Linked DNA regions of Mus musculus: all the other regions are linked to region 3. The links are chromatin contacts, called in public ChIA-PET, HiCAR-type, HiChIP or PLAC-seq and promoter capture Hi-C maps. All regions are on one chromosome and are shown on one strand. Each heading gives the region's core, a stretch centred on a gene start, on an enhancer-like site or on the middle of the called end of the contact. The rest is flanking DNA. Distances are from core to core; before and after follow the strand shown. Region 1 holds the start of Gtpbp2 (GTP binding protein 2). Region 2 holds the start of Mrps18a (mitochondrial ribosomal protein S18A). Region 3 holds the start of 2310039H08Rik (RIKEN cDNA 2310039H08 gene). Region 4 overlaps AI661453 (expressed sequence AI661453). Region 5 holds the start of Polr1c (polymerase (RNA) I polypeptide C). Region 6 holds the start of Xpo5 (exportin 5).

Region 1 (4,471 bases), core at 536-3,035, 610 kb after region 3:
TCGAGCAACAGCCACCTTTTGGGCTGTGTGCCACACACACCTGCCCCGCGCCACCCTCCACCCTCCACCCCCTGGACAAAAGGTTATGTATGAGCTTGACTTATATACCGTCTGCCTGGTCTGCCTGCATTTCTGCGCTCCTCCTCTCTGGCCATTTTATTTTTCTCTTTCCCTCTTGGTCATCATGCTGTCTTTAAAGTCCTTAGAGGTGTCTTTATCCATACTGTCAACCACACCATGGAATGCGTAGGAGCTCTTTTCCCATCAACAAAGAAACCTTTCTACTCTTCTGCTGAAGGTGAATAATTAGGATAGCTGACTATAAAGATGGTAGAAAGATAATCTTGGCCAATGGTTCTCAAAGACCATTGTGGTGCTAAGACCACAACATTAGCTTGTAAGAAATGCCAAACAATCAGGCCCGTCTCTCACCCACTGAATCAGAATTCTATGAGCAGGAACAGCAACCTGAATCACTCTGGTGCACACTTAAAAGTCATAATCACCCATTGAAGCTCTTCCCACCTTGGGTTCTCCCATCTTTGTTTTTCAAAACAAGGTTTCTTTGTGGAGCCATGGCTATCCTGTAACTTGCTCTGTAGACCAGGCTGGCCTTGAACTCAGAGATCCCCCTGCCTCTGACTCCCAAGTGATGGGATTTTTTTTTTTTTTACATTATTTTTATTTTACGTGCATTGGTGTTCTGTCTGCATGTATGTGTGTGAGGGCATCAGACTTCCTGGAACTGGAGTTGCAGACCGTTGTGAGCAGCTATGTGGGTGCTGGGAACTGAACTGGGGGTCCTTTGGAAGAACAGACAGTGCTCTTAATCGCTGAGCCATCTCTCCAGAGTGATGGGACTTAAAGGCGAGCCCACTAGCTCCCGACTGGGTTCTCCTATTTTAAGAGGAAGGAAAGTAGTCTTCTCTGCCTTGAGGACTCCCAGAGCGGGTTCGTGCGGACTCTTCTCTGTGTCCACAGCCCCACAGGACAAGGAAAGGGCAGAGGGCTACGTCTAACTGTTCTCTGGTTTAATGTGTGTGGGTACTGAAGAATAGGGAAGGAACACATTGCTCTTGTCCCGGCTACTCCCCTTCTCCCTGTGGATTAAGTTTAGAAAAACGTTGGTTACTCTGCCTGCCCTCTTTTCCCAGTACAGTGTTCCTTCCCCACTCCCAGAGTAAGTAGGGGTTCAGACATCCTCTGCTCTTCTCAAGAGGAAAGGATCCCCGGTTCCCACTAATCCAAAGGTTATGGAGGTGAAAGGGGCAGTCCCTTCCCGAGGTCCTGACACTGAAAAGGATCGTCCAGTCTTGACGATCCCGCTTTGTAGGGGTCTTGGAACAGGAGGAGGGGTTCTCTTCCCCGGTCCTTCCTCCCTTGGGTCTTGACACCGGAAAGGGGGATTGATTTTCTCTCTCCCGCCTCCTTGGAGTCTCGGGGACCGGAAGAGTAGTTCCCCATGGCTCCGCCACTTTTCAGGTGCTCACCTCTGGGGGCAGGTACGGAGGGTTGTTGGCTTTACCTCCTCTGTTCCTTCCGTTCTTCTTCTTCCCCTTTGGGCCCCCGCAACTGCTGCTACCGCCGGCCCCCCGAGCTTTGAGGTTTCCACCCATGGCCGGGCCTCCTCCGGGCCGGCAGCAGCCGCCGAACAGCTCCGATACCCGCGAGTCCATCCGCCGCTGCCACCAGCCCCCCGCCCGACCCCTCCCCCCCGCCACTGCCGCCGCCCCTACTGCCACCGCCGAGTCGGGCCAGCCGGAGGAGAGCGGGGTGTGGCCCACTGTAGGCCACGCCCCTGCCTTCCCTGTCCTCCTAGTCGCGTCAGAAAAAGCCGCAGGGCATCAAGGGATACTGAGTCCGCAGCTATGAGATTTAGTGCTAAAGAATGCGAGTTCGAACTACAATTCCCAAGAGGCATCGCTATGCGAGAGTCACAGGTGGCTTCGGGGGCGAGGGCAGCAAGCGCGCCTTGAGCGCAAAGACTAAGGGGAGTTGTAGTCGGCACCCAGTTTCCCGTACTGCCAGCGGCTTCTCTTCTAGGGGCAGTAGGAAGGCTTTGTGGCCTGAGATTAGGGACAGTAACCGGAGGTGAAGGGCTTATATCAGAATTGAACTGGGTTTGACCTTTCGGCGCTGACCCCAGACAACAAGTTAAAAATCGGGGAGGTTGGATCTGACAGCCTGCTGGCTCCACCTCTGCCTCAGTTTCTTTCCTGACGGCTGGAGTGCTGTCGAGTGAGTCAGGGCAAAAGCTAGGGCGGAGGCAGATGGTAGTTATAGCATAATTAGAGCTGTTATTGTGACGATGATTATGCCACCCTTGCAATATAGTCACTGTTTTATTACTTGGGTGGCACAATCCGGGGGTTGGTTTTAGCAGCCCCAGGCACCGCAGTGGCCAGACACGTGTCCAGGACCCATAAAGCAGCCAGCTGCCTAAGGTTTGGAGGGTGCCTACTGCAAGTATCTCTCCTCCCCTTTGTTTTGAAGTTTAGCCAATCCCGGAAAACAGAATTTGGTTTAAAACTTGTCCGGAGGAGGGGCCTGGCCCCTACTTGGGGCGGAGCTGGGGTTCCAGTTACGTCAACCACCAGGGGGCGGGGAAAGTAGCCAGGAATAGAACTTGTCCTAGGACGCCAGGGGATTGCTGATTTGTCTTTCTAGCCAAGCTGTCTCTCCTGTCCTTCAGAACTCTCAGAGCGACATAAACCAGTATACGGGGCACCAAAGGCTCAGAATGGAGAAGCAGAATTGCTGGGCACAGAGTCAGGACGCCAGGGTTCAAATTCCAGCGCCGTGGCTATCTCATGACTCACAGTACGTCCATTCCCCTCTCTTCACAAACAACCAGGTGTTCACACATAGCCAAGAAATAGAACAGAGTTTGAAAGTTCTCCACGGTACGGTAGGAGCACTTACCTCTGGTGTACTCTGAAGGAGTTCAGACCTGGTTGAGTCCATAACTTCTGCACAGTTCCACATCGAAGGAGACGAGTCTATTGAGCATGCAGTCGCTGTCCACATTGGATAGTTTCCACACCAGCTATATACCAAAAGAACCAAAAGTTGAAAAGCCTTGCAGATCAGCCATTTACCTGGGTCTTCAGTAAAGGAAAGTAGGTGTCTTTTCTGTATGCTATCCTGTATGCTTAAGACCAGGATTGCCAGGAAAAAAAAGTTTTTAGAGATGGAGACTAGAGAATTCAGTGAGACATCTCAAAGGATGGGAATAGAAAGGAAGAGACATCCCCACCCCACCCACACATTATCACCACAAACAGGCCGGGTTCTCTCACCAGCCAGAAACCACTGCACTCAACTGATAACTATTTTTTAAATATCCACGGATCTTCCAGCAGTCACCCTTTAACACACAATTCCATCCCAGCCAATTCTCCTTAATGGATACCTTCCTTTAAGAAAGGGTGGGGCATGATATAACCCATTCTTGAACAGCCTGGCCTACCTACAGAGAGAAGTGAGGGCTGGCAGAGGAGAGAGGCCACAGGATGCCTGCTGGGAGACCAGGGTCCTGGGGAGTGGAGGTGGTATAAGTGGCCAGTTTCCTAGACAGGTTGTTTACGAGGTGGCTGCCTATAGGATGTATATAGTGTGTGCTTATATACACATCACATGCAAATATTTTTCCTGGCTTGTAGTGAGTCACTTGCTTTTACATCTAGTACCTTTGTATGAATATGCATTTTGTGATGTCACTTTCATGTGCTCTGACTTAGAGCAACCTTCCCCTCTGCTTTCTTGCTTGCCTGTCACCCTTAAGCCAACCTCATTATGACTATATATATATATATATATATATATATATATATATATATATATATGTTTTTTTTTTTAGGAGATTTTGAAAAGTTTTACTCTTGGAGCTAGAGAGATGGTTCAGTGGATAAGAGCTCTTGCTGCTCTTCCAGAGGATCAGAGTTCAGGTCCCAGCACCATGTAGGGTGATTTATCACTCCTTGTAGTTCCAGCTCCAGGGAAACCGGCACCCTCTTCTGCCCTCTGAGAACACCACACTTTGGCACACAATTCCAATTACAGATATACACATAGTTTAAATGTGTGTGTGTGTGTGTGTGTGTGTGTGTGTATAAAATGTTTAATCTATATGCATGTGTGTACACTATGATGTACATGTGGAGGTCAGAGGGCAACTTGCAGAAATTTATTCTGACTTGAATTCAGGTCACCAGACTTGGCAGCAAATGCCTTTACCCACTAAGCCATCTTCCTGGCTCTGATCTTTTTGTTTGTTTGTTTTTTGTTTTATTTACACTAACAACTGAACCCAGAGCCTCCGTGCTTGATATGCACAGAGTCTTCTACTGAGTTGTTCTGCTAGCTTCCTGCAGTGATTTTTCTGGTGGGTTTTGGTTTTGTTTGTTCCTTTTTTGAGACAGGGTTTCTCTGTGTAGCCCTGGCTGTCCTGGAACTCACTTTGTAGACCAGG
Region 2 (4,456 bases), core at 1,898-4,397, 660 kb after region 3:
CTGCTAAAAGCCTTTCAGGAGAGGAGGGAACAAGAGGCAGGCCTGCCACGGAGCGCAGAGGTTGTTATACTGGAGGCGGGGAGTGCTGCCTCTACTTTCCACTCTTACTTCTTACAGCTCAAGCTGGGTGCGATACCACATCTTTACAACTGGTTTTCCCCATTCACAAAATAAAGACAGCTAATGTCTACCTTTAAGGATGGACGAGTAGATGGTTATTGAAAACCTCGCACACTACTGCAAGAAGGCCCTTATAAATCATAGCATCCTCATTTGTCTCCCTTCAGTTCTGCTTCTGCCAAAATCTGCTCACTCTCACTTTGGGCTGTCAGGACCTGTCAATCACTCGCCTCCACCCCCATCTCAGAAACAGAGCTTCCCTGTGTAGCTCTGGCTGGTCAGGGACTCTCTAAGTAGGCCAGGCTGACCTTAGAATTCCCAGAGATCCTAACTGCCTCTGCTTCCCAAATGTCAGGATTAAAGGTATGTATCACCTCAGCAGTGGTGGCAAATGCCTTTAAACACCAGTGGTCAAGGCAGAGGCAGGCAGATCTCAGAGTCTGAGGTCAGACTGGCCTACAGAGTGAGTTCCAGTATAGCCAGAGCTACACAGAGAAACCCTGTCTTGAAAAATCAAACCCCACCATATCCCGACCCTAGTGTGTGTGTATGTGTGTGTGTGTGACCCAGATGGTCCTTTGTCGTGTTGTCATGTGTGTTGTAAGACATTTAATGGTATTCCTATCCACTTACCAGGTACTGCTACTACCAGTTCTGACAACCAAAAAATGTTTCTAGACACTGCCAAATGTTTTAGGAGTGAGAGTGGGGAATAGAGGTCCACCCCTGACTGAGAAACAGTACCCTAGACTGAAAGTTTATAAAAACAACACTGGTACTTGGTCCTCATGAAGTCTCTTTGCTTCTCAATTCCAAGTCTCATGAATTCTTACTAGAGTTATATAGTTTTATCTTTGAAAAACAAGAGGCATGAATATTTTCAGCAAGAGACTCAGCTTGTTTTCCACAACTGCGAATGTTATATGTACAATACTATTTGAGTGACAAACATCCTCACTAGAGCAACACAAATCAGCTGTATATATGCCTTTCCTAAAGGGAGGGTGCTTCAAGGTTCACTTATCCAAAAGAATATAAAACACGACAGCGCTTTCATGTAAAGGCATATCTTCAATTCAATTCACTTCACTTCAGTATTTAGCCTTTGGTCCAGGCTCTCTAAACAGTGGCTGACAGAGTGGAGAGCTGCAATCAGGTATTTGTAGAGGATGACTCTAAAGACTGATTAGATGGTTCATCAGTCCACAAACTCTTCAGTTAAGAAGCCCTTACTCAGGAGGAAGAAGTAGGTGGATCTTTGTGAGTTTAAGGCCAGCTTGATCTACATAGCAAGTTCTAGGTCAGTTTGGTGAGACCTTGCCTCAAAAAACAAAACAAAAGAAGCTTTATGCTGCATTTCATAAGGGATATGCAATTTGGAGCTGTTAGTATCTGACAGGTCAGTTACCCTCAAAAACATTATGAGCTTAAGCCCCATGTTGCAGCCTGGGGACAGTTGAAACACTGTATCCGAGTCCACTCTGCCATCCACAAGATCTCACTGGTGACCTTCTTGATGAGTTAATCTGACACACACACACACACACACACACACACACAAATGCCCCCTTAATTATCTCTTGATTCCCCTGAACTGAATCCCTTATTGGCCACTCTTTCTTCTTTTTTCCTTCTTCTTCTTCCTCCTCATCCTTCTTCCTTCTTTCTCCTTCTCCTTCTTCTATCTTCAAGACAGGTTATCTCTATGTAGCCCTAACTGTCCTAGAACTCTCCTAGAACTCGCTCTGTAGGCCAGGCTGGCCTTGAACTTAATCTGCCTGCCTCTGTCTCCTGGGATTAAAGGGGTGCTACCACTGCCCAGTTTATCTATCTGCCATTCTTTTTTTTTTTTTTTTTTTTTTTTGGTTTTTCGAGACAAGGTTTCTCTGTATAGCCCTGGTTGTCAACTCACTCTGTAGACCAGGCTGGCCTCAAACTCAGAAATCTGCCTGCCTCTGCCTCCCGAGTGCTGGGATTAAAGTTGTGAGCCACCACGCCCAACTTATTTCTCAGTTTTAACTAATATTCCCTGGTTGGCCAATTTTAAAGACAAGTCCCTTCCCGCATCATTTCTTTATCTACATCACTTATCCTTTCCTGCTTCTCACAGAATACAGAAAAGACTATATCCAGAAAGACCTTTTCACTCTGCCAAACTCCATCCTTTTACGAGCCTGTTCAAGAGCATCCTCTTTATGAAAATTTCAAACTGACTTTGCTATTTCTGGTTACAGAATCTTACTGTACTTTTTCATGCAAACGGATAACTTCCGTTTATTGGTGGGGATGTATACATAGCTCGTTAGAACCCAAGGAAGCCGTGCTTTTTCCCTTTACAGTCCTTTTACAGCTAGACTCACAGCGTTTGACCTTCAGTAAGGTCTCAGATGATGCTAGAATCTGGTTACCTTTCCAGATTTAATATTAATGAAATGCAGACCTAACATTTAGCAAGTCTTAGTTGTTCAACTGCCATTGCACTTTGGCTGCTATCTTACAAGTCCGTAGCTTAGGCAGAGAAAGTGACCATTTAATCACACATTTTTCAGAGAAGAATTGATAAGGTGGGCTTGGCGGCATGCTTTAACCAAGGAGGAGGCGATTTGGAAAATGATGGGAGAATTAACACTCAGCCTTTATAGCTTTTCTGAACTCTGAGACATTCTTCTCTTTGATCTTTAAACGACCAGGTCTTTCTCTCAGTTCTCCTTGACTTTCGGAAGACACTGAGAACCGGGAGGTGAAGCCACCCCGCCAGCGTCTGTAAAGCCTTTAAGCGGCCCGCGGGGGATCGCACCTCCCGGGTCTCAGAGTCGCTGAGAGGGAGGGGCACATCGCGGCTGGCTGAAGTGTCACGACGCTCTCCTCAAGTCCCGGGGGTCGCTGGGTCCTGGGACTCACCTTCTCTCAACCCGCGAGCTGGAAGCCATAACCAGCCAGTGGCAGCGGGGCCTGCCAGGAACGCTTGGAGCTGCCGCCCGCAGCCTGACACCAGAGCCCTGAGGGCCGCCATCTTGGAACGCACCTGACCGCGTGTGCACTTCCGCTTCCGGAGCAGGGGTGTGCGCAGCCGCTGTGCGGCGGGAGGGTTTCTCGTGGTCACCGATCCCTTCTGTTTCTGTCACCTCCTCTGTCTGTAAATTACACGCCACCCGGTTTCCTTAGTTTTTCTTCCTGCTGGGCAGCTTTTGTGACTGAGGCTAGACCTGTCAGGACAGATTGGGATGGTAAGGACTCTGGCCCTCAGCATCAGAGGTGGAATACAGTTGACCACCCCTCCCACCTGCCGATCTTTGTTGCTAATACACACTTTCTTTTCTTTTCTAAAAGATTTATTTATTTAGTTAGTTAGCTAGTTATTTAATGTATATGAGTACACTGTAGCTGTACAGATGGTTGTGAGCCATCATTGCTTGCTCTCCTGCCCAAAGATATTATTATATCTAATTACACTGTAGCTGTCTTCAGACACCCCAGAAGAGGGCGTCAGATCTCATTACAGATGGTTGTGAGCCACCATGTGGTTGCTGGGATTTGAACTCAGGACCTTCGGAAGAGTGGTTGGTGCTCTTAACCGCTGAGCCATCTCTCCAGCCCCTTATACACACTTTCAATCTTTGTGTTTATATACACTTCCCTGATTTCTTGCAGGGTTTGGAATTATAGAATGCTTTGGTCAGGAGACAGGATTCCTACAAATGACTTTGGTCAGTCCGCCAGTGCAGAGAGGAATGCGAAGCTGGGCCACCCTAGTCACCCTTGTGGCTGCATCCTGGGAAGCCCAGGGCATCCCTAGTTCTTTATGAATGGAAACAACACCGCTCCCCCCTCCCCCCCTATAAAGAGTCACTGCCAGCGTTTCCCACATTGGCACCTCTTTTGTCCTTCACTGTTTTGGAATGAACAGACCTCTCTGCGGAGAAAAGGCTTTAGCCTCTTTTTCGGTCTTCTGTCTCCCTACACTGCCTAAGAGATCTAACATTTGGTGTCAAAGCCCGGGTTGCTGCACCACCATTATGCTAGGTTATTTAAAGGCAGCTGTAGAGAGACAGAAAGAGAGGCTCAGTTTGTCCTTAGCAGGGACAATGCTTATTCTCAGCAAGGGAAGATGGGCAACAGCCCCTTACAGGAGTAGAAATGACTTCGTAGTCTGAAAGGGAAGCTGAGAGATGTGGCCTTTCAGCTGGAAACAATCAGTTAGCCCATGCATCATAAAAGGGAGCTCACTCAGTTGGGGGTGATGTAGTGGATTCTGACCCATTAAGTTCTTCCCATGGATGTACACCTTGTGTGAGCATCCATGGGCGGTCATGCCTGATCTCTCCCCCTACAGAGA
Region 3 (4,865 bases), core at 1,155-3,654:
TCAGGGACAGGCAAGCCTGCTCTACAGATTTCCAGGATACCCAGGGCTACACATAGAGAAAATGTTAAAGATAAACAAAAAGCTGGACAGTGGGGGAGCACACCTTTAATCCCAGCACTCGGGAGGCAGAGGCAGGCGGATTTCTGAGTTCGAGGCCAGCCTGGTCTACAGAGTGAGTTCCAGGACAGCCAGGACTACACAGAGAAACCCTGTCTCAGAAAAAAAACAAAACAAAAACCAATGCAGTGATAGATTGTTGTTTCCTAAACCACATGTACCCAGGAAATGCCCACTAAATTTCACCTGGATCAGTGTTAACTGATCATTGGGAAATGAGGTGACCAAAAATGCATCGCAACCTTGGACAAACAGCATGGCTATTTAACATTCTGGGATCCTGCAGAATCCTGCATCTTCCTAAGTAGGGAAGCACTGTAGCATTGGAGAGAGGCCTGGGCGAGCAGAGCTAAGGCTTCCATTTCTGGCTTGCTTGGAATTTAAAACAAGCTTTTTTCTATATAGTAAAAGATTGTTTTTAAGATTTTTGCGTGTGAGTACATGCCAAAGTAGCCAGGAAGTGTCACTTGCCCTGGAGCTAGAATTACTGGCAAATGAAGGCTCAGAGGTGGATGCTGGGACCAATTCTAGGCCCTCTGAGAAAGCAGGTGCACTTGGCTTGTGCCTCCAGCCCCAAAGGCGATGGCTTATTGTGAGCCTGAGGCCAGCCAGGGTTACAGAGACTCAAGAAACAAGTGGGGTTGTCCATGTTGCTGGAGATGACCCAGGTCTATTAGGACCTTGACTACATGGATAGACATTCTGGCAGCTAGTATACTGCCATTGGGGCCTATGGAGAAGTAGCCACCGAGCCTATTTAGAAAGAAGGACTGCTGGCAAGCTTGGTGTCACTATGAAGGCAGACAAAGATCGATGTATTAACGACCCCGACTCCAAAAACACTCGAGGGGGCCCAAGGTGGGCTCAGTGGTTAAGAGCCGTTCGCCCAGGGGCTGGAGAGTTGGCTCAGTGGTACCACATGGTGGCTCACAACCATCTGTAATGAGATCTGACGCCCTCTTCTGGTGTATCTGAAGACAGCTACAGTGTACTTACATAAAATAAATAAATCTTTAAAAAGAGCCGTTCGCCCAGTCCCCTGGGCATCTGGCACCGTTTCACAAGTCCTGCGGGGAGGAAAGAATGCTCCCTCAGAAACCCAGGGCTTAATTCCCAACTACTAGTTTCAGCCTTGGAGATGAATCTGGGTAAGGCACCTGCTGCCAAGCCAGAGCTTAACCGGGGGGGGGGGGGGGGGGGGGGGGGTCTGGTGCATGGTGGGAGGAGAAAGCCAACTCCTATGGGGGTACCAACTACCAAACTGCCTCTGCTCGCACTACCTTAGTTGCTCCCAAGAGTCAGGGTTTTTTAAGATTTAGTTATGTGGCCAAGCACACTGACAACAGAAGAGGGCGTCAGATCCCATTAAAATGTGAGTCACCATGTTTGCTGGAAATTGAACCTTGATCCTCTGGAAGAGCACCGAGCCCTCTCTCCAGTCCCCCAACTCCAAGAACCAGGGTTTCTATGTATCACTCTGGGAAGGAACCTTTTCATCAAACCCAAACGACTGCCAAGTTAGAAATGCCTTTTGGATATCGGTTTATCGGTATCATCAGAACAAGCGGGTCCAGGAGGTTGTGCTGTCCTACAGTGACAAGGGAAACTTATTTCCGTTACACAAATGGACTAGGACACAGTATGAAGTTGAAATTTGGCATCCAAAAACAAAATTACTAGGCAACATTGAGTCCCACAGGTGGCAAGTGTCCAGACTCAAGTTTGTGTAGGACCCAGTCATGCCCTCGGGAAACACCTCGAGCATCAGGAAACCCTTGGGCCTCCGTCGAGTTGGGCGGCTGGACTGCCCCGGGATCGCTCCTCGATGGTCGGAGGCTGCGTCCTCGTGTCTAGGGCGATGGTGCAGGGTGAGGCGGCCGAGCCCGCATCTTCCCAGGGCTTGGGCCTCCGAGGGAGCAGAGACGCGGTGGGTTCACCGTGGGTCGCAGTGATGTGGCGTTTCTCCAGGCCCGGGACCTCCTGGCCCTTCTGTACCAGGTGCAGGAGCTCCGCCAGGGTCACCGAGGCAGGAGCTGGCTCGGCAGACGCCAGTGCACCGCTCGGACTGGAGACACCGCCACGCTGGTCCATGTCCTGCCACCAGCTCATCCCCCGGATCCGGCTGTAAGCACTTCCGGGTGGAGTGGGAGCAACCACTTCGTGAAAAGTAGAGGGGAGCTTAGTAACTTAGCCCAGGGTAGACCTTCCAAGACCCGGGCTATTTGTGCAGAAGCTGCAGCCTGGGTTAACCTCCAGCTCTCATTCCACAACATGAGATGTGCTGCGGTGGGTGAGGAGCGGGCGGGGTGGGGTGGGGGAACGAGCCAAAAAGTGAAGTTTTTGCACCCAGTGAGACAAGTGTGAGGAGGCGTGGCTGTACAAAAGCACTTCCCTTTGGCACGTGTAGATGCGGACGCAGGCTGCGCGCTCAGGGCCGGGAGGGTCGTCTTGGTAGTTTGAGTCTCGCGCTACAGTCCAGAGCGTGATTCTGTATGCTTTTCCAAGCAAGCAAGCAAGCGCTCGTCACATTTGTTAATTGTGGTACTAAGGATCAAATCCCTGGTTTTTGTTGTTGTTGTTTGGGTTTGGGTTATGTGTTGTTTGGGATTTGTAGTCAATTTTGGTTTGAGCCAAGGATTCGTCATCTCCCAATGTCTGCTGCGCTACACCTCCCAATGCTGTTCAGATTTCTGTATCAAAGCTATCCTGACAGGATGCAGTGGCTCATGCTTGTAACACCATATGCTCGGGCCATAGAGCCAGCCGAGTTACACACTGAAACATGTAAGTATATAATAAACAGCTTGATCTGGCACAGATCAAGAAATCAGTAAGTAAAGCATACTTTGCATAATGTTAAAAGCACACAGCATGTTTACCCTTCACCGGAAACAACCCCATGAAACCCAAAAAGTGGGTAAGATGGCTCAGCAGGTAGGGCTATTGAATTTTTATCCCCGTTCTCATGTTTTCAAGGTCTCCTGTAGCCAAAGCTGACCTTGAACTTGAACTCACAATATAGTCTGTGTGTGTGTGCGTGCGCGCGCGTATGCACGCGTCTGACTTCGGATCCTTGCCTTCGAAGGGCAGAAGTAGGCAGACCGCCGCATCCAGCTGGCATTTATCTGGGTTTGTGGGCATTCAAATTCTGACCCTCACACCTGCACGGCAGGCACTAACTGCTGACCATTCCCAACCGCGGCTTTGAACTCCTGGCCCTCCACCTCCGCAGTGCTGGGATTACAGGGGTCCATGTCCAGTATGTGCTGGGAATTGAATTGTATTGTATGGTGCCGGGAATGGAGCACAGGAGTTTATATGTATTAGCCAAGCACTCTACTAACTGAGAGCTCTGTCTGCAGCCCCTCTGGCACACTTTTCCTCATGTAATGCTGAACCTCTTAGGGCTTCCTTTCCTTTCCTTTCCTTTCCTTTCCTTTCCTTTCCTTTCCTTTCCTTTCCTTTCCTTTTCTGTTTTGTTTTTCAAGACAGGGTTTCTCTGTGTAGCCCTGGCTGTCCTGGAACTCACTCTGTAGACCAGGCTGGCCTCGAACTCAGAAATCCACCTGCCTCTGCCTCCCAAGTGCTGGAATTAAAGGCGGGTGCCACTACTGCCCGGGCCCCCCTTTAATTTTATTATGTGCATCTATGTCTGTGTACTACATGCATGCAGTACTGCTAAAGGCCAGAAGAGAGCAACTGAACCCTTAGTTCTGCTATCATGTCGGTGTTGGGCTTTGAATTCTCTGGTCTTCTGGAAGGACAGCCAGTGCCTGGAGGCCATTATTGAGGGTCCCCAGTGATCTCTCCTGTAGCCCCTGCAGCTGTCTCTGCATGTTCATCCAACTTCCTGGACCTGACAGAGTCAGTGCAGCAGGCTCCCTGGCCTTCTAGTTTCTGGGCCTGGTCAGGCTGGGAGAGAGTAGCAGGAGGAGAGAAGAGATAGCTTCAACAGATTTCATTCTGTTTCCCCTCCTCAGGGTCTCATCGGCAGCAGTCCCTCCACACAGCCCTCTGGTTTAAGGGTTCTGACACAGCTCCCTTCTCACTCTCTCAGATGCTACGTTGTCTCCTGGGAACTCCCTTGTCCTTGCCCACATCGCTCTCTGCCCATGGGCTCTACTAAATTCTCCTTAGATTTTCCAATGTCGTCGTCTCTTTCTCTCCCGCCCTTCCTCACCAACACTAGAAGTGGTTCCTTCCAGGAGTAGACAGAACAGAGTGTTAGGATTAGCCCTCCCACGCTGTGCAGGGGGACATGCGTGTGACTGGAGGGGACATGCGTGTGACTGGGGATCCCATTCATGTGAGGAGATCGTGGATAGATGTTGTGCCCAGCTCTGCGTGGCCATGTTGCTTGTTTTTATATCTATAGGGAAACACAAGGGTCCTCAACTTCTGACAGAAGGGTAGCTTGGATTGGCACCCTGGCTGGAGGCCGGCATTGAGACATCACCGTGAGATCACCAAGTTCCAGGACCGATTAAAGGCTCAGCCCTTCCTTTCTTATAGGATTTCATTTTGTAGTCCAGGAAGGCCTGGAACTCACCACCCACCTACCTTAGCTGCTTGATTCTGGCATGAGCTCCCACACTTGGACTTCCAGATGTCCGTTGTAAAAATCAGAAAGGTAAGAGTTACTGAGTGGACCTTGAGATGGGTCAGAGATATTACATATCTCTATCTACATATCTATGATATCAATGTAGATAGATAGATGGATAGATAGATAGATAGATAGATAGATA
Region 4 (5,174 bases), core at 1,846-4,345, 680 kb before region 3:
AGGTCAGAGGGACAACCTGTGGGAATCATGTTTTCTTCCCACCGTATGGGCCTCAGGGATCATCAGATTTGGTGGCAAGTTCCTTTCCCTGTTGAGCCATCGTGCAGCCCCTCAGCTTCCTTTCTTAACAAGTGACTGTGTTTCATTTATAATTAAAAAAAAAAAAACCATCCAACATAGTTATGATTCTTAATTGTAGGGTGTTTGGTTCATACTCATGATCCATGGAGGGAGAGTGAAGCAGGAAGACCAGGCTGAGTCCCAGGTTAGCCTGGGCAACAGAATCAGGCTATCTTTAAAGACCAGTCTTTATAACTAGAGTAAAGCAGACATAGAGTAGCATTCAGGCCGGTGGCACACACCTGTAATTGCCACTTGGAAGGCAGCAACAGGGGGATTACTACAAGTTGGAAGGTAGCCTGGGCTACATATGGAGACCCCGTCTTGAGATAAAGCAAAACATAAAACAAAAACAAAATATGAGCTGGGTATAGTAGCAAAGCCCTCCCAGCACTTGGGAAGCAGAGGCAGGAGGATCAGTGAGTTCAAGGGCCAGCCTGGGCTACATGAAGTTCTGTTTCCAAACAACAAGCTAAGCAGCATCCCAAACAGTTATCACAAAGGCAGAGACAGTACCCCTCAAAGCTCAGTGGGTGCCCCTCCGGCCTCCCAGGACTTGGTGTTCTTGCCTGGACTCTATAAAGTGGGGTGGACCCCACCTACCTTGGGATGGTTGGACTACAGAGGCTGAGGCACGCCCACAGACCCTGAAAAGCAGGGCAGAGGAGGGAGGTGTTTGCTGTCAGGCTCGCCCTTGTGGGAGGCTGGAGAGGCCCATCAGTTAAGGGTTCTTCCAGAGGGCCTGGTTCATTTGCCAGCACTAGAAGGCTGTTACTACAGTTCCAGGGATCCAATGTCGTCTTCTGGCCTCTGTGGGCAGCACACACACACATAGCACAGAGACTTATATGCATTCAAAAACACTCACGCCACAAACTAAAATAAATAAACCTCAAAAACCCTCTGTGGGTTAGTCAGAGCCTGAATCTCCAGATGTTGTGCCCAGGGCATGGCCCCCTGACTCCTCTGTGCACATGTTTTGGGGAAAATGGGTGTTTCCCTATGGTCAGGGACAAGTCACCAGGAATCCTCTCCTGTCCCCTTTGCTATCACTTTAGGGTGGAAGGAAAGAGAAAGGAAAGGGGAGAGGAAAGAATGAGTAGAGGAAACAGCAAGCTAGCCACCTCTCCCCGCCTCGAGTTTTGCCCAATAGAGTCTGCTGCTCACCCCTGCTACGAGAGAGCTCCACACTCCATCCCACCCCACTGACCTCCTCTTGCCCTGGTATACACATCCTCGTGCCTGGGATTCCTGAGTCCAGCCAAGCCCCAAGGGTAGATCCCCAGAGGTTGGGCCAGCAGGTAAATGCATGGCTGACCTTGGTGTTGGAGCCTGAAAGCCTTCCTCACCAGCCTCCTCCTGAGCCTATCTGTGCCCTGGACCGGGAGGTGGCATATGGAGCTCTGAGGGGGATGGGGGAGGGAGCAGACCCTGCTCCAGAGTAACAGCCAGGCCGGCTTGGGTCCTCCCTCACGCCCAGCCAGAGTGGGAGTCACAGAAGAGTTTTACAGGCATCAAGGTGCTCAACAGAGTGAGGGCCAGCTGGCTGCCACTGGTTTGTGGGGGGCAATGTAGGGGTGTGGGCAGAAGAACACTGCAAGCCCAAGACAGGACATGACTTAGACCCAAGACCAGCCATGGCCTCCATAGCATCTAAGATCTCTGAATCAGACAGATGGGCGGGTGATTTCAGCTATCAGCTCAGTTGGGCTGGGGATAGCTTCCTCAGTAGACTACTTGGTAGAGAGTTACGTGTGTGGTAACACAGAAAGCCCCCAGTTCAGCTGAGGGTGTCCTCAGTTGTCAGAATGTTTGGGGTGCTTACTCAGCACTCAGAAAGCCCTGGGTTCAATTCCCAGCACCCAGTAAATCAGGCAATGGTAGCGCATGCCTGTAATTCCAGCATTCCAGAGTAGAGACAGAAAGATCTGGAGTTCAGGGTGTGCTGGCCAGATGGCTCAGTAGGTAAAGATTCTTGCCAGAAAGCCTGATGAGCTGAGCTAGGTCTCCAGGACACACAGAGCAATGCATAGGAGAGGACACATATACACTAAATAAATGACTGTAATTATATATGTGTGTGTTTATGTATATGGTTATGCTTATTGGCTAACACTTTTAATTTCAGCACTGAGAAGCAGAGACAGAAGGATCTCTGAGGTGGATGCCTGTCTGGTCTACACAGAGAGTTCAGGCCAGCCAGGGTGACATAATAAGGGTTTGCTGAAGATAGAATTTTTAATTACTGATTAAAAGTTTAGGATGCTCACTGGTGACATAAGGAAATCAAGGCTAGCCTGGGATGCATGAATCCTTGTCTAAAAAACAAACAAACAAACAAAGCTCTCAGCTGCTTCCCACATCCTCGTCCTTGCTTGGCTTCCTGGAGTCAGAGCTGTAGGGGCCTGGCTGCTGCTGGGCCTCTGCCCCAGGTCTCAGCTCTAGCCCTCCCTCCAGGACAAGCAGTAAGCAGAGCCAAAGGAGCAGGTCCCTGACGACCCTCCATACAGTGTCTTCCAGAGCTGATTCCACTTTTAACAAATCTTCCTGGTCAACCCTCCTGAGGCAGCCAGGTCAGGACAGGGGCTAGCCAAGAGGCAGCTGTTTATAGGTGGGGATGAGGGTGTCGCTGGCTTTGAGGAACTCTTGTGAATGAAGGGGTCAGGAGGGTGGGAGGGCGGTAAGACCTCCAACTTGATGCTCACTGCGCTCACTGCTAGCTCTGCCACCTCAGACTCTATAGCCTTTCCATTCAACATCACCTACAAGATCAGTGAGACTCAGCCTGCCTTGTCTCCCTCTTGAGTTTAGGAATGTGTTCCCGAGCCAGCTGTCTGGGTGGGCTCCACGGCGAGTTGAGGGCTCCCAGGCAATCAGGGACTTAGAGGGAGTGGGCCCAGAGGAGACACGTAGGTCTCTCCTGCAGCTCAGGGATTTCCTCCCCTTGGCAGGACCAGGCCTGTGTGACTCAGAGGGCAGGGCAACCCTGGGAGCTCTCACCGCCCTGGGCACTCCAAGACCTGTCCAGCCAGTTTGCCCATAGTTACCACACGGACATTTAATTTCAAATTTCTCATGAGCATCAGCCCGGGGATGGCAGGATCAGATGGGGTGCAGAGAAGAGGTCACCCGGGACAATCAGCTACTGCTCAGGGTTTAGCGTAGGGCAGGCTCAGCCTTGAGTTCTGGGCTCCATTTTCCCTAGGAAGTAGGGGAGAGGTTGCTCTTCCTGAGGCCTGTGGCCAAGACCCAGCTCCAAGGTCTGCCGCTCCTTTTGTTTTGAGACTGGATCTCTCCAAGTAGCCATGGCTGTCCTGAAACTCACCAAGATCCTCCTGCTTCTGCCTCAGGCACTGAGATTAAAGGTGTGTGCCACCAAACCCGCCTCTGCTGCTCTAGAGGGCAAGCCTGCTCTAGTCCAGAGCAAGCCTGCTCTTTCGTGGATCCAGCATTTTTTATTATCATCATTATTCTTATTACTATTATTATTATTTTGTCACTAATCTTATTGCATTTATTTATTTTTGTGTACAAGTATGCACATGTGCACAGGTCATGTATGTGCAGGTCAGAGGATGATCCTCAAATGTCACCTCTCTCCTTCTACCTTTCGGGTCCTGGCGATTGGATTTGGGTCATGGGGCTGGGCGGCAAGAGCCTTTATCTACCAGGTTCTTTCACAGGTCCAGGTCTCTGTGTTCTTATCCCCACCCCACAACAGAGAGTGAACCCAGTTTACGGTGCATGTGAGGAGGAGAGTGCTCTGTTACTGGGCCACGCCCCAGCTCTTGTTTATCCTTATTTAGTAACATGGCCCTGTACCATAGCGGCATCCCCAGCTCTCCTCATCTGGGATCTCAGGCATGCACCACCATGCGGCAGTACATTCCCTCTTGATGACAGCTGAGGTCCTCCCACTTCTGCTGTGTGGTAGCTCTAAACCTACCCCTCCCCCACACCCCAGATCAGTGAGGTGGGTGGGCCTGGTGGCCAGAAAGCAACCCTCCTCCAGGAAGAATCCGGATCTGTGTGTGAGGCATGTGTAAGAGCTTGCCATGCCCCCTCCCGTGCCCGTATAGTCACTTAGCACAGAAACTCACAGCTGGGGACACCCTAGGGGACGATTCACAGTAGTAAGCCCTACCAAAGGTTAAAGAAATCAGAGGCCTGGAAGAGAACAAGGGTCTGGTCCTCTGTAACTCCACAACCCAAGGTAGAGCGGGGACTGGGAACAGGGATCTGATGACCAAGGACCCCAAAGGTCTGTTTCATGGTTGGCCTTTGGTTATGGAGACTCGAGAAAGTATTTCTTAGAGTAAGGCACCTGAGGACAACCCTCTTTTTGAACCTGTCCCCTGGCTGGCTCTTAAAAGATGAGAGGACATTCAGAAGACACCCAGGCAGGGCTCAAAGACCCTGGCTGGGCCTGCCTCATCTGTTTGCCAGGGTGATGCTGCTTGGTGGCTTCCCTTGCTCACCTCCAGGCCTGGGAGGTGCTCTCTGCAGGTGGGAGGGTAAGAAAGGACTGAGTGAGGCCCTTAGAGGTTTAATACCACACCAGGCAGAAGGGGCAAGGCTCAGGTACTGGCCCAGAGACCCTCCCACCCTGACATGGGACTGGGGTTCTGAACAAGTGAGCCCACACTCGCACCTGGGGCACTGGAAGAAAGCCCAGAGCCTATGGAAGGGGCCCCAAGATCAGATAGGAAAAAATGAGCTACTCAACTGACCTTCACCCAGAGCAGGTGGTGAGCGAGGCTGGAAGCTACTCCAGCCCTGTAACCTGAAGCAAGATCAGAGCAGCAATTAGGCCAAAGGGTCTGAATTTGGTGGATCCTGAGAGTCCTCAGCTAAAACTCCTCACACCCTTGAAACCATTTCATTAGGGCCTCGAAGATTCCAAGATCCAGAAGGCGACACAGGACGAGGGTGGCGAGCACCAGGCCAGGGAGGTGGGAGTAATTCTGTCAAGGGCCCTGGAAGGGGAAGACAAAGCTGCCAGGTGGGGCATGGAGGGAAGGTTAGGGCAGCCTGAGGGGCATTTGGACCTGGGA
Region 5 (5,140 bases), core at 2,327-4,826, 520 kb after region 3:
CTGGGGACCCTCTGCATGGGTGGGATGTTGGGGCCCTCCAGGGTGTCCAGGATCCCTAAAGGAGGGAGGGTGGAGAATGAGTGGCCCCCAGGTCAGCTCACCCAGCCCACTCCCTCTGCAGCCCGCCACTCACCCTCCACCACTTTGTGGTAGGCGAAGTGCAGATAGAGCAGGAAGAGCATGTGCAGGGCAGCCAGCGTGCCACAGAGCAGCAGCCGCTGAGTAGGGCCCACAGTCCGCGACACCAACACTGCCACCTAGGGCCACAGGTAGACAGTTCAGAAGGCCCTGTCAAGTGAGGGATGGAGCAGATACTCCAAGCCTGGGGCAGAGCTGTCAGTGCATCCTTCTAGAGCTCTTTGTGGGGCAGACAGCAAAATCTGCTCAGCTTACCATGCGCAGGGTAGAGAGCCCACCCACCAGCAGCCAGAAGAGGTAGAAGAGGGCATGAAGGTGGATGTTATAGGTGATGAACAGGACTATGCAGTGCCCGAAGAGGCCGTAGCCCTGGAGAGAGAGGACAGCACCATCACTTGGGCTGCACAGACCTTTGGTCCCGAAGTGGGGTATTTTAGCTCGCTGCTCCTATCCCGGTCTGCCCCCTGCTCCTCCCATCCCAGGTGTCCCCCCATCCCAGGTCCACAGATGGCAGAGTGCAGCAGACCCCCCAGCCACCCCCAGGCTCGGCTCCTTACCAGCAGTGCCAACATCTGTAGCATGGTGATCTGGGCGTTACACAGGTAGGCAAGGAAATAAATGAAGGACGAGACACCCAGCCAGTATCCAAAGCAGGTGCCTATGGCTGTGCCCATGAGGGTGCCCTCCCGCTGTGGGGTGAAAGCTCTGCTTAGGCTGAGAGACCTCTGGCCTCAGCCTTACCCAGGGCCTTTTGCGCAGGGCTGCCCCTGCCTCACCTCCACCAGCCACCCGTCTCCCCTAAGGCCGGTGTCCTGCTTACGATAATGGTGTCAGAAGTCTTCATTCCATGCAGGAGGATGGCCACCAGTGTGAAGACCAGCATGAGCGGTCCGTAGAGCTCGCCCGCGACTTTCTGTCAGTACAGTAACATGCTTACTAGAGACTGCCAGCCAGGCTTAGCTTGGTGGCCTCCCTCCCCTGCTCTGAGGACACCCAGGCTTAGCTTGGTGGCCTTTCCCTCCTTACCTGGGGGAAGTTGACCATCTTGATAGGGATCATGGACTCCAGGAGCCTGGGAGAGGAGAGGAGAGGAGAGGAGAGGAGAGGAGAAGAGGAGAGGAGATATGAAGCAGCACTATGTCGTGCTCTGCAGGACAGGGCCTGCATCCTAACTCATGTCTCTACTGCCAGGAATGGGGCTAGCCCAGAGGACACACTGGATGGGAGGAGGGAGGCTAAAAAGGGGATGACAAAACCACCTTGTGGAAGGACAGCCCTCTGAAACTGAGCTGAGTGGTAAACTTGGAGAACCGGATTAGACCTACATGGCCTACAGAAGACGGGCGCGAAGCCCCAGGAACTGTACAACTACTGAGGGATGAGGGAAGCATCCGCTTCCTGCCTCCTCTCCATTACTATTCCACGCAGTGAGCATTTTTCTGGAAAAATATACTTGAACTGGTATTAAAAAAATTCACACAATAAAAAAAGGGATCATTTCTTCCTGTACCTATGGCTACTGTAACTTGGGTTTTTCTTGTTTTTGGCAATGTTTCTTGGACAGTATTTCCTCTGGTAAGCCTTCCCCTTTGAGCCCCACCCCCACCTTCACCGACAGATCAGATATCATCAGGACAGTGCTCCACACAGACCAAGAACCCGTGTGTACTCGCTCGCTGGCCCTAGCTTTTCTATCAGTTCTGCTTAGAGGACGAATGAAGAATGAAGCCAGGATTGAATCCTCCTTTTGATAAGCAAGTTAATGACTATGCTCTGGTATTCAGGTGCATGATCTGTCTGTCTGATGCTGGGGGTGGGGTGGGGGTGGAGGATAAGGGTGGACCTGTTGGTGTTTGGGGAGACCGGCTCAGGAATAAGAATGCACTGCAGTTTCAAGAGCCACCCTGAAGAGGAGAGAACTGTCTAGGAGTCCAGGTGAGGGAGGGACGAGAACAAAGTGAGTGCCTGCCATTTAAAGGATGGTGGTGTGGAGGGAAGCGGGGTAGGAGGGAAGAGGGGTTAGCGCACTTGAGGGGTACCTAGCCAACTGTACCTTTCACCAAGTATTCACAACATGTTCAGTTCAGTAATGGGGTTGCAAGTAGGGGAGTCCACCAGAGCTCAGGGCTCTGAGTCTGAGTGAAGTCTGGATGAGGGTCTAGATGTGAGGACAGATGTCTCAGAGAAGGCGCCTCACCTGCTTCGGACCTGGGCAGGCTCCACATCAAAGTAGGGTCTGAGGATGTCAATGTTGGCATACAAGCTGAAGGCCCTGGAAGCCTGTCTCTTCCCTGCCTGCCACATCTGAAGGGAAATGGGTATGATGAGACTCTTGGCTCTAGATTGTTATTCAGTCTCGGCGAGATTTACGTGTGGGTCTAAGTGGAAAACCTCGATCAATTTAGGACATGCATAGGTCCTTTTTTTTTTCCCCATTGGCTTACCTGATCTGCTACCTGCCGGCTCAGTTGTCCTTTAAAGCCTTTCATGCCAAGAAACTCCCCATCCTCTTCTTCTGCAGCAGCTGCATCAGCATCTACTTCTTCCTCCCGCAGGCGCTGGTGCAGCTCACCCATGTCCTCGAAGCTGGAGCCTGAGGTATCGTCCATGTTCTCCATATCAATCACAGCCGAACCCCCACCCTGTGAAGACAACGGCTCGGAGAGTGAGGGGCCCTTCCATTGCATCCTCCCCGTTCTCCGCTCAGCTGACAACTTGAGGCTTTGATCTTCCACTGCCGAGGACATGGCTTGGAACTGCCACTCTTTCAGTGGTGGCAACTCTTGGTCGCGTCACTTTTGTGGTCCTGGAAACCCTACTATTTATTTTCAATCCACGTTGTTTTCCTACTTTCCACCTCAAAGCTCCAAAGAGTTGCAAAAGAGCCCATCTGCCATTCCCAATTCTCAAACAAGCCTATTTTTAGGGGGTGCCAGTGGATCCTAGCCTCCAGCCCCCACAGAGAGCCGAGGCCCGCGGGAGCCCTAGTTTGTCCCTTTCACGCCAGCACAAGAGCTACACCCTTCCCCGGGAAGACTCAAAGGGGACAGGCTGCGTTTCAGCGGAGCCGACCTCTAGGCCCCGCGAGAGAGAACAGCAGCCACCGTCCGGACGCCGCCAGCCCGGGGCTGCTGGCAGCAGGCGCGCTCCATACCTGGATGTTTTCTTCGAAGCCTCCCCATTCCGGGCCAGCACCATTTCGGACGCCGCTGGCCGGCGCCGCCGGAGTCGCCATGTCCCTCGAGGCTTCCCGTCGCTGGAGCACGCGCGCGTGGGAAGAGCGTGCGACCCGGGTCCGAGGGAGGGAGAGGTTCAGAGGGGCGACCGCCCGGGCAAGGTGGGGATCCGCCGGGACGCCGAAGGGAGAAACCCGGATGTTTGGCCCCACTTGACGTCCGGAAGTGAAGGACGTGGACAGAGGCGGGGCAAGATCTCGCGACATTCAAGATTGCGGGAGCCCGAGCGTTGCTGCGGAGACGCAGGCGCGGACTCGCCTCCTTTTACAGCGAGTGGCGGAAGATGGCGGCGGCTCAGGCGGTGGAGGAGATGCGGACTCGCGTGGTTCTCGGAGAGTTTGGGGTTCGCAATGTAAGAGATCGGGGCGCGGGAAGGATGAGGGCGGCACGGGGAAGTAGAGGCCTGGTGTGAAGGCTGGCCACACTGCCCTTTCTGTTGGCTCTAGGTCCACACCACGGACTTTCCCGGTAACTACGCCGGTTATGATGATGCCTGGGACCAGAACCGCTTCGAGAAGGTGGGTAGAGCTGAAGGTGCCCAGTCGGCCCGAGGGGCCAGACCTCGCAGGTTGGGGTGGGGGTCGCTGTTTCCATACAACACGCTTGAGCTCCATGGACGGGTCAGACACGGTGGTTGCTCTCGGTGGGATAATGGACCACACAGACAAGTTATTCCAGAATAGTAAGATAGCGGTGAAGATGGCTGGGATATGGTCAGGAATCATTGATGCACTGAATCCAGCTAACTGAAGGGACGTAGTTAAAGGTCAGTGAAGGGAATGGCATTTGAATTAAGCTTTGAACTATGAATAAAAGTTGAGTAGTGAAGGCCTGATTGGAGCTTCATTATATATGATTTTTTTAAAATTCACTTTGAAACTGTTTCTGTTTAGCCCTGGCACTCTCTCTATAGTCCAGGCTGGACTTGAACTCAGCCATCTACCTGCTTCTGTCTCTGCCTCCCATGCACTGGGATTAAAGGCATGAGCCACCACGCCCAATTTAGAATTTTTGAGTAGACTGATAACATTTTGCAATCTTGATAGCCAGGAGGGAATGAATTCTGGTGAATCTGCCAGCTAGTGTATGCAGGCTGAAATTGGGGGCATAGATGAACTCCAGACAGTACTAACGGAGTAAGGCAGGGAGAACTAGACGATTTGCACCAGTGCTCTGGGGAGGCAGTGTGTGAGAGAAAGGACTTTGTAACTTGAGGACCCTAAAACTTTCTTGATATGCGTGTTTGCCTGCATGTGTATTTGTGCACCACTGTGTGTTAGTGATCCCTGCAGTGTGAGGAGAATGTTAGGTCCCACCAGGTGCTGGGAACCAAACCCAGTTCTTCTGCAAGGGCAGTTAAGTGCTCTTAATAGCTGAGCCATTTCTCCAGTGGCACTGGGGAACTGTTGCTGGCTGTGTCGTTTGCCAAGCAGGAGAACAAGAATGAGGGTACACTCAGGTGCCTGCTTGTGAAGTCTATGTGCTTGCTTGAGCCAGGAGCATGGTGGAGGTCAGCCAGGGGATTAGAACCTAGGAGACAGGAACGTTTACTGTGTGGGTGGAAGGGGAAATTTAGAAAGAAGAGCAGATAAGGAAATTGGTGTTCAAAATCCAAGGGAATGTAGTTGAGAAAAGTAGGTATTAAAAAATAACGACAACAGACATGCAAGTATCAAACGGTCTAAGTAGTGTGGGAAGTTCTGCTTTTTGTATAGTAACTTCTCTGGGTGGTTTGTGGAAAATCTGGGAAGATTGGGCATAGTGGC
Region 6 (4,800 bases), core at 2,065-4,564, 570 kb after region 3:
TTACGGAGGAGCTGAAGAAGCTTGCAAAACAGGGGTGGTACTGGGGCCCCATCACACGCTGGGAGGCAGAGGGGAAGTTGGCAAACGTGCCAGATGGTTCTTTTCTTGTTAGGGATAGTTCTGATGACCGTTACCTTTTAAGCCTGAGCTTTCGTTCCCATGGTAAAACACTTCACACTAGAATTGAGCACTCAAATGGTAGATTCAGCTTTTATGAACAGCCAGATGTGGAAGGGCATACATCTATAGTTGACTTAATCGAGCATTCAATCATTCAATTTCTGAGTTCGAGGCCAGCCTGGTCTACAGAGTGAGTTCCAGAAAAATCAGAAAAAACCAAAAACCAACCAAACCAACCAAACAACCAAACAAAAAAACCTTTAAAGGAGGCAGAGGCAGGCGGATTTCTGAGTTCGAGGCCAGCCTGGTCTACAAAGTGAGGTCCAGGACAGCCAGGGCTACACAGAGAAACCCTGTCTCAAAAAACAAACAAACAAACACCTTTAAAAAAAGGAAATGATACTTCTGAGGATGGAGAGATGTCTGAGCGGTTAGGAGGACCTGAGTTTGGTTCCCAGCACCCTTGTTGGGCAGCACAGAAACACCTTTAATCTCCAGTGCTTTGTATCTGCACTCACAAGCACATACCCACACAAGTACACATTCATGAAATATAATAAAACCTTAAAGATTCTTGGTGCCAGAAAGATGGCTCCGAGGTTAGCAGCACCTGCTGCTTTTGCAGAGAACCCGAGTTTGGCTGTGACTCGGGTTACACCTGTGACTCCAGCCTCTGTAGGCACCAAGTACATACATGATGCGCATATACATATATATACATGTACATATGTGCCTGTGTGTGTATACACACACACACATATATAAAGTGTATTACTTAGCATTTATATGGGATTTATGTCACAAATTAGCATTTCCCCATCTAGCCATCTATAATAATATACAACTACTTTTCAAAAACAAACCAAAAAAGGTTTTCTGTTTCTTTTTAAAATTTGGCTCTTGAGACAAAGTTTCACTTTGTAGCCCACTATATTAGAACTATGTAGCCTAAGAGCGCTTGAACTTATGGCCATCTTCCTGCTTCAGTTCCTCAGTGCTAAGCATTATAAATGCGACCCACCATGCCTGGCTTGTTGAATACTTAGTATGTGTAACACGCTTTATAGATGTCTTAACTGAAGAAAGACTCAACATCCCGAGTTCTCGCCACATGTTAGTGATCATCCTGTTCATTTCTAGTCACTGGGGAAAGCACCTGTGTGGTCATGAAAGGGTTAACAAGCTACTCTTCTACAGGCTCCAATGGTGGTACCTAAGACTTCCTTACTTGACAACATGCTCCAGGATCTGAAGGCCAAAATGTCTGACGATGGCAATTTGTGTTTTTTCAGCCAACTTCAAGCCACATGGAACACAGATAGGGCATTTTTCTTTAAACTCTTCACAAAACTGAAAGAAGAAACATTAATATTTCCATGGGGAGGCATGAGAGAACAGAGACTAAAAATCCTAAGAAAGGTCCAACCTTATCTGATTTTGTGTGGAACTGGGAACCGAACTGTTCACATGCAAGGCTATCACGACCACACTACATTCTCAGTTTTCTCCCTTTGGTGGGTGTGTGTGTGCGTGCGTGCAGTGTTTTCACACAGATGTTCATGGATGATGGAGCTGCACATTTGAGTGGAAGGCAGAAGCTGAAGTTGAATGTCTTTCTCTCTGCTGTTTTGAGAACCCAGAGCTCAGGATTTGCCTAGACGGGCTGGTGAGTCCACTCAGGGATTTATTTTATCAGTCTCTTCCTCCCCTCCACCTGGATTCCAGTCCTCAGCCATAAACAGGCACCAAAAGCTCCACCCTCTATGCCATCTCCCAGGGCTCTTCTGCTTACTTTGTCTGAGAGAGGAGGTCTTACTAAGTCACTCTGATAGCTGCCTGACTTTGTATCCCCTGCCTTAGTCTTCCCAGTAGCAGGGGTTACCTGCTGTCCTTTTAGCTGTATTTTTAAGATGCGAAAATCTAGATTAGTAATACTGACACTCTCCATTTAGATATTAGTCATGTTAATACTAAACTGGATCTAAGAGAGTACAAAAAAAAATGCTAGAGATATACCCATACAAGTTGAATGTCAACCCCTAGAATTAGCTTTCAAAACTAAGGGTGCCAGGAGGAGTCAGTGAACAAGCAAATCTGTGTATCATCTGAGTTTAGGTCACAGGCCTATTCGGGATCACTCTGGTGCTCTGTTTCTTTGCCTATGTAAAATTCTTCACAATCAAAGACAAAGCAAACAGAGTTGTTTGATTCCAAATCCTGTGCCACATACATCTATATGTTGGCGCTTACTCTAATAGAGAGAAGCTCTGTTGAAGGTATTAGCGTTCCCAAATAGCAAAAGCTGAACTAGACCCTGGCGCAGAGAGCACCCGGGACGCAAGAGAATTACTTCCAGGAAACCAAAGTGCCCCGGTGCAAATAAATGCAAAGCCGGTGGTAAAGCTCGTCTTCGCGCAAAAACAGCCGGAGACTATCTCACAGGTATAAACGAGGAAGGAGCGTCACAAATTAGCCCAGAGATGGCCAAGACTCGAAAGATAGAGGTATGTAAGGATGTAAGAAAATGGACACACGGGGATCTAGAATCAGCACAAGTCTGGAGTGATCAGCAGGGAAGAATGAAGGTGGCACTGGGGCAGGAATTTGCACGTGCGCTCCCGGAACGCCAGGGAATGTGGGGTTTGCCCCGGCGTCAGAGCCGGCACAGCCTGCGTGGGTGGAGACCGCGGTGTGATCTAGAGTGAAGAGAAGTGAGGAGTGGGCAAAAAAGCCACTGAGACATGGCGAGGAGATGTGCAACAGTTAGGGACCCTTGCGTGTGATGCAAAGGCAAGCGCGCAGGCAAGAAAAGACTCAAGTGGGAGGAGGTGAGGGCCGCGACCAGAAGCCACCCTCCCCACGGGCAGTGGGAAGATCAAAGGCCGCATAGGCAGGAGACAAACTGAGTTTGGAGAGGCCGTGAGGGAAGCCTGGGATAGGGTTCTCGGGGCAGGCCCAGGCCGCCAGGACCCCAGCTACCTTGAGGGCTTCCAGCCGGTAGCGCTGGGTAGAGCTGGGGTCCATCATGACCGTCACCGCTTTCACTAGCTCCTCGCACAGCGCGTTCACTTGCTCCATCTCCATGGCTAGAGCCGGGAACCCCACCGGCGTCCCGGGAGCACGAGGTTACGCACAGTTCCCCTGGCGGGACCACACGTTGATACCGGGCCGCGGCGGGCTGGGGGTGGGGAAACGGGAGGGAGGAGCGTGAGTCCCAGAAGTTGGAGCTGGGAAGAACCCAGCGCTGCGCATGCGCCGGAGCCGCCACGGCGCATGCGCGCGCGGAAGTGGCCGCTTCGGGTGACGGCCGCGCCTGGCGGGGCGGGGCTGGGGAACGGAAGTTCCGCGGTGCGCAGGCGCGTCAACCGTCCCTCGCGGCGCGCGCGGTGCTGAACTCCAAATTTCCTCTGGGCTTGCTGTGGGGCGTAAACCTGCAGGCTGGAAGGGCTGTTGGCTCGGCGGGAGCCTAGGGCTACCTACTCGGATCTGTGTTATCAGATTACACTCACTTGCTCCTGGGAAGGCGACGACGACATCTAGACGCTGTCATTGGACTCCGCCCGGAGCCCGCAGCTTCGCTCTTGGCAGTTTTGACAGGTGTCGCCTTGGTAAGGACATTAAAACACGGCTCGGGATCGCTATATCGGATGGCTTTTGAAGCCTTGGCTGTCGCTTTTACTTGGGGGTGACTGGGCCGAAATGAAAAGCATGCTTACTGGGAGAGAAGGCTCTAAGAGTGTCTCTAAGGAGAGTTTTCTTGTAGAAAGAGTTTTTCTTGTAATTTTTAAACCTTCCTCTTCACTGGTCCATATTTTCTCGTGCGTCTTACTACACGACCGACTCCCAAACGTGCTTTTGTACAGAATGGGATGAACTGAGATGTTGGAAAACGCATCCCAACTATACCTCTGGGAGGCTGAGGCAGGAGGATTGCTTCCAGTTTGAGGCCAGACTGAGCTGCAAAGTGAGACCCTGCCTCACGAAACAAAACCCATCCCAAATTTACGTAGTCTTTTACGTTTTGGCATTGTGCAGACTTTGCCAATACATAAAAGTACGAAAGGAACACATAAAAGACTTAAGGCTGTATCATCTCTTATCCTGCATATGTTTTAGGAGGTGTTTTTCCACTTAGTAAATTGTTGCCCTTAAATCACAGCTTCGCTTCCAGTTTTACCTCTGATATTTATATTGAATATGGTACTTATCCTGTATTGATTGCGACAATACATTTGCCACCTTCTAGCTTTATCTGTTCCAGTACTACAGAAAAGCCACGCCAGAGCACAAGGACGCCTGACTTAAGTGTAAAAGGTTTCTAAACGTACGATCATTTTGTTTTAGGTGAGGGGCGAGATTTGTAAGGTGTTAATGCTTTGAACATTCAGTATCTTCTTAATTATTTTCTTTACAGTAATTTTGCAGCTTTGTAGTAGTAGTTGCTTGGCACTGTTTTCAATGTGATTGTTTATTTGAAAAATAACTGTTTAAAGTTACAGTTGGGTGCTAGCTCACTCATCTGTATAACCTGTTTCTTGTATTTAAATCATGAATTTCCTGTGTTTCTGTAAAGTATTATTTGTGATAGGCCATTGGTATGCAAAGCTACTGCACATTGGAATTGTCTCGAGAGCCTTTAAGACTGTCTGCGTCATCTCAGCGTTTGGTGGGAGGAGCAAG

Evidence for each region. ChIA-PET counts read pairs in DNA pulled down with a chosen protein or histone mark. HiCAR-type assays count read pairs that join an accessible place to other places. HiChIP or PLAC-seq counts read pairs in DNA pulled down with a chosen protein or histone mark. Capture Hi-C pulls out chosen DNA fragments and counts their contacts.
Region 1: a contact with region 3 is called in a promoter capture Hi-C map of liver, with 2.6 times the contacts expected there. The contact joins the promoter of Gtpbp2 here to the promoter of 2310039H08Rik in region 3. A contact is called at or near these places in 2 of 39 promoter capture datasets (the C10 cell line and pre-B cells), 1 of 115 datasets of contacts at active chromatin or transcription factors (bone marrow-derived macrophages) and 1 of 9 other capture datasets (liver).
Region 2: a contact with region 3 is called in a HiCAR-type map of astrocytes, with 2.4 times the contacts expected there. The contact joins the promoter of Mrps18a here to the promoter of 2310039H08Rik in region 3. A contact is called at or near these places in 1 of 39 promoter capture datasets (liver) and 2 of 115 datasets of contacts at active chromatin or transcription factors (astrocytes and bone marrow-derived macrophages).
Region 4: a contact with region 3 is called in an HNF4G HiChIP or PLAC-seq map of pancreatic cancer cells. The contact joins the enhancer-like site here to the promoter of 2310039H08Rik in region 3. A contact is called at or near these places in 9 of 39 promoter capture datasets (the 3T3-L1 cell line, the HPC-7 cell line, hematopoietic stem and progenitor cells and 4 more), 2 of 115 datasets of contacts at active chromatin or transcription factors (bone marrow-derived macrophages and pancreatic cancer cells) and 1 of 9 other capture datasets (embryonic stem cells).
Region 5: an RNA polymerase II ChIA-PET map of effector CD8 T cells shows a contact between it and region 3, with 12 read pairs. The contact joins the promoter of Polr1c here to the promoter of 2310039H08Rik in region 3. A contact is called at or near these places in 5 of 39 promoter capture datasets (the C10 cell line, hippocampal neurons, liver and 2 more), 1 of 484 Hi-C or Micro-C datasets (regulatory T cells), 7 of 115 datasets of contacts at active chromatin or transcription factors (bone marrow-derived macrophages, effector CD8 T cells, embryonic forebrain and 4 more) and 5 of 9 other capture datasets (adipose tissue, embryonic stem cells, liver and 2 more).
Region 6: a contact with region 3 is called in an RNA polymerase II ChIA-PET map of memory CD8 T cells, with 157 read pairs. The contact joins the promoter of Xpo5 here to the promoter of 2310039H08Rik in region 3. A contact is called at or near these places in 3 of 39 promoter capture datasets (liver and pre-B cells) and 6 of 115 datasets of contacts at active chromatin or transcription factors (the SCID.adh cell line, craniofacial prominence, embryonic stem cells and 3 more).

Annotation. Positions count from the first base shown.
Region 1 is chr17:46,158,346-46,162,816 of GRCm38.p6, reverse strand. It overlaps Gtpbp2 (GTP binding protein 2), which reads right to left and starts at 1,785. Exons shown (of 12, transcript NM_019581.3): 1 at 1,491-1,785. The coding sequence starts at 1,676.
Region 2 is chr17:46,109,695-46,114,150 of GRCm38.p6, reverse strand. Mrps18a (mitochondrial ribosomal protein S18A) reads right to left here and starts at 3,147. Exons shown (of 6, transcript NM_026768.3): 1 at 3,022-3,147. The coding sequence starts at 3,133.
Region 3 is chr17:46,770,174-46,775,038 of GRCm38.p6, reverse strand. It overlaps 2310039H08Rik (RIKEN cDNA 2310039H08 gene), which reads right to left and starts at 2,404. Exons shown (of 1, transcript NM_025966.3): 1 at 1,632-2,404. The coding sequence starts at 2,226. The coding sequence ends at 1,882. It overlaps Rpl7l1 (ribosomal protein L7-like 1), which reads left to right. Exons shown (of 7, transcript NM_025433.3): 7 at 1-1,132.
Region 4 is chr17:47,449,307-47,454,480 of GRCm38.p6, reverse strand. The region is part of intron 2 of AI661453 (expressed sequence AI661453); the gene reads right to left. Among named protein-coding and RNA genes, the nearest start is that of AI661453, 15 kb to the right of the region's middle. Within about 2 kb of position 3,095, at least 72 of the 459 cell types and tissues checked have an H3K27ac peak or open chromatin away from gene starts, as enhancers often do. A contact at or near this core is called in pancreatic cancer cells, where this site is marked.
Region 5 is chr17:46,246,481-46,251,620 of GRCm38.p6, reverse strand. Polr1c (polymerase (RNA) I polypeptide C) reads left to right here and starts at 3,576. Exons shown (of 9, transcript NM_009085.2): 1 at 3,576-3,726; 2 at 3,821-3,892. The coding sequence starts at 3,658. It overlaps Yipf3 (Yip1 domain family, member 3), which reads right to left and starts at 3,541. Exons shown (of 9, transcript NM_145353.2): 1 at 3,293-3,541; 2 at 2,583-2,780; 3 at 2,336-2,442; 4 at 1,165-1,210; 5 at 959-1,051; 6 at 696-827; 7 at 394-507; 8 at 134-257; 9 at 1-55. The coding sequence starts at 3,373.
Region 6 is chr17:46,201,325-46,206,124 of GRCm38.p6, reverse strand. It overlaps Xpo5 (exportin 5), which reads right to left and starts at 3,314. Exons shown (of 32, transcript NM_028198.3): 1 at 3,100-3,314; 2 at 1,349-1,470. The coding sequence starts at 3,204. It overlaps Polh (polymerase (DNA directed), eta (RAD 30 related)), which reads left to right and starts at 3,484. Exons shown (of 11, transcript NM_030715.4): 1 at 3,484-3,728.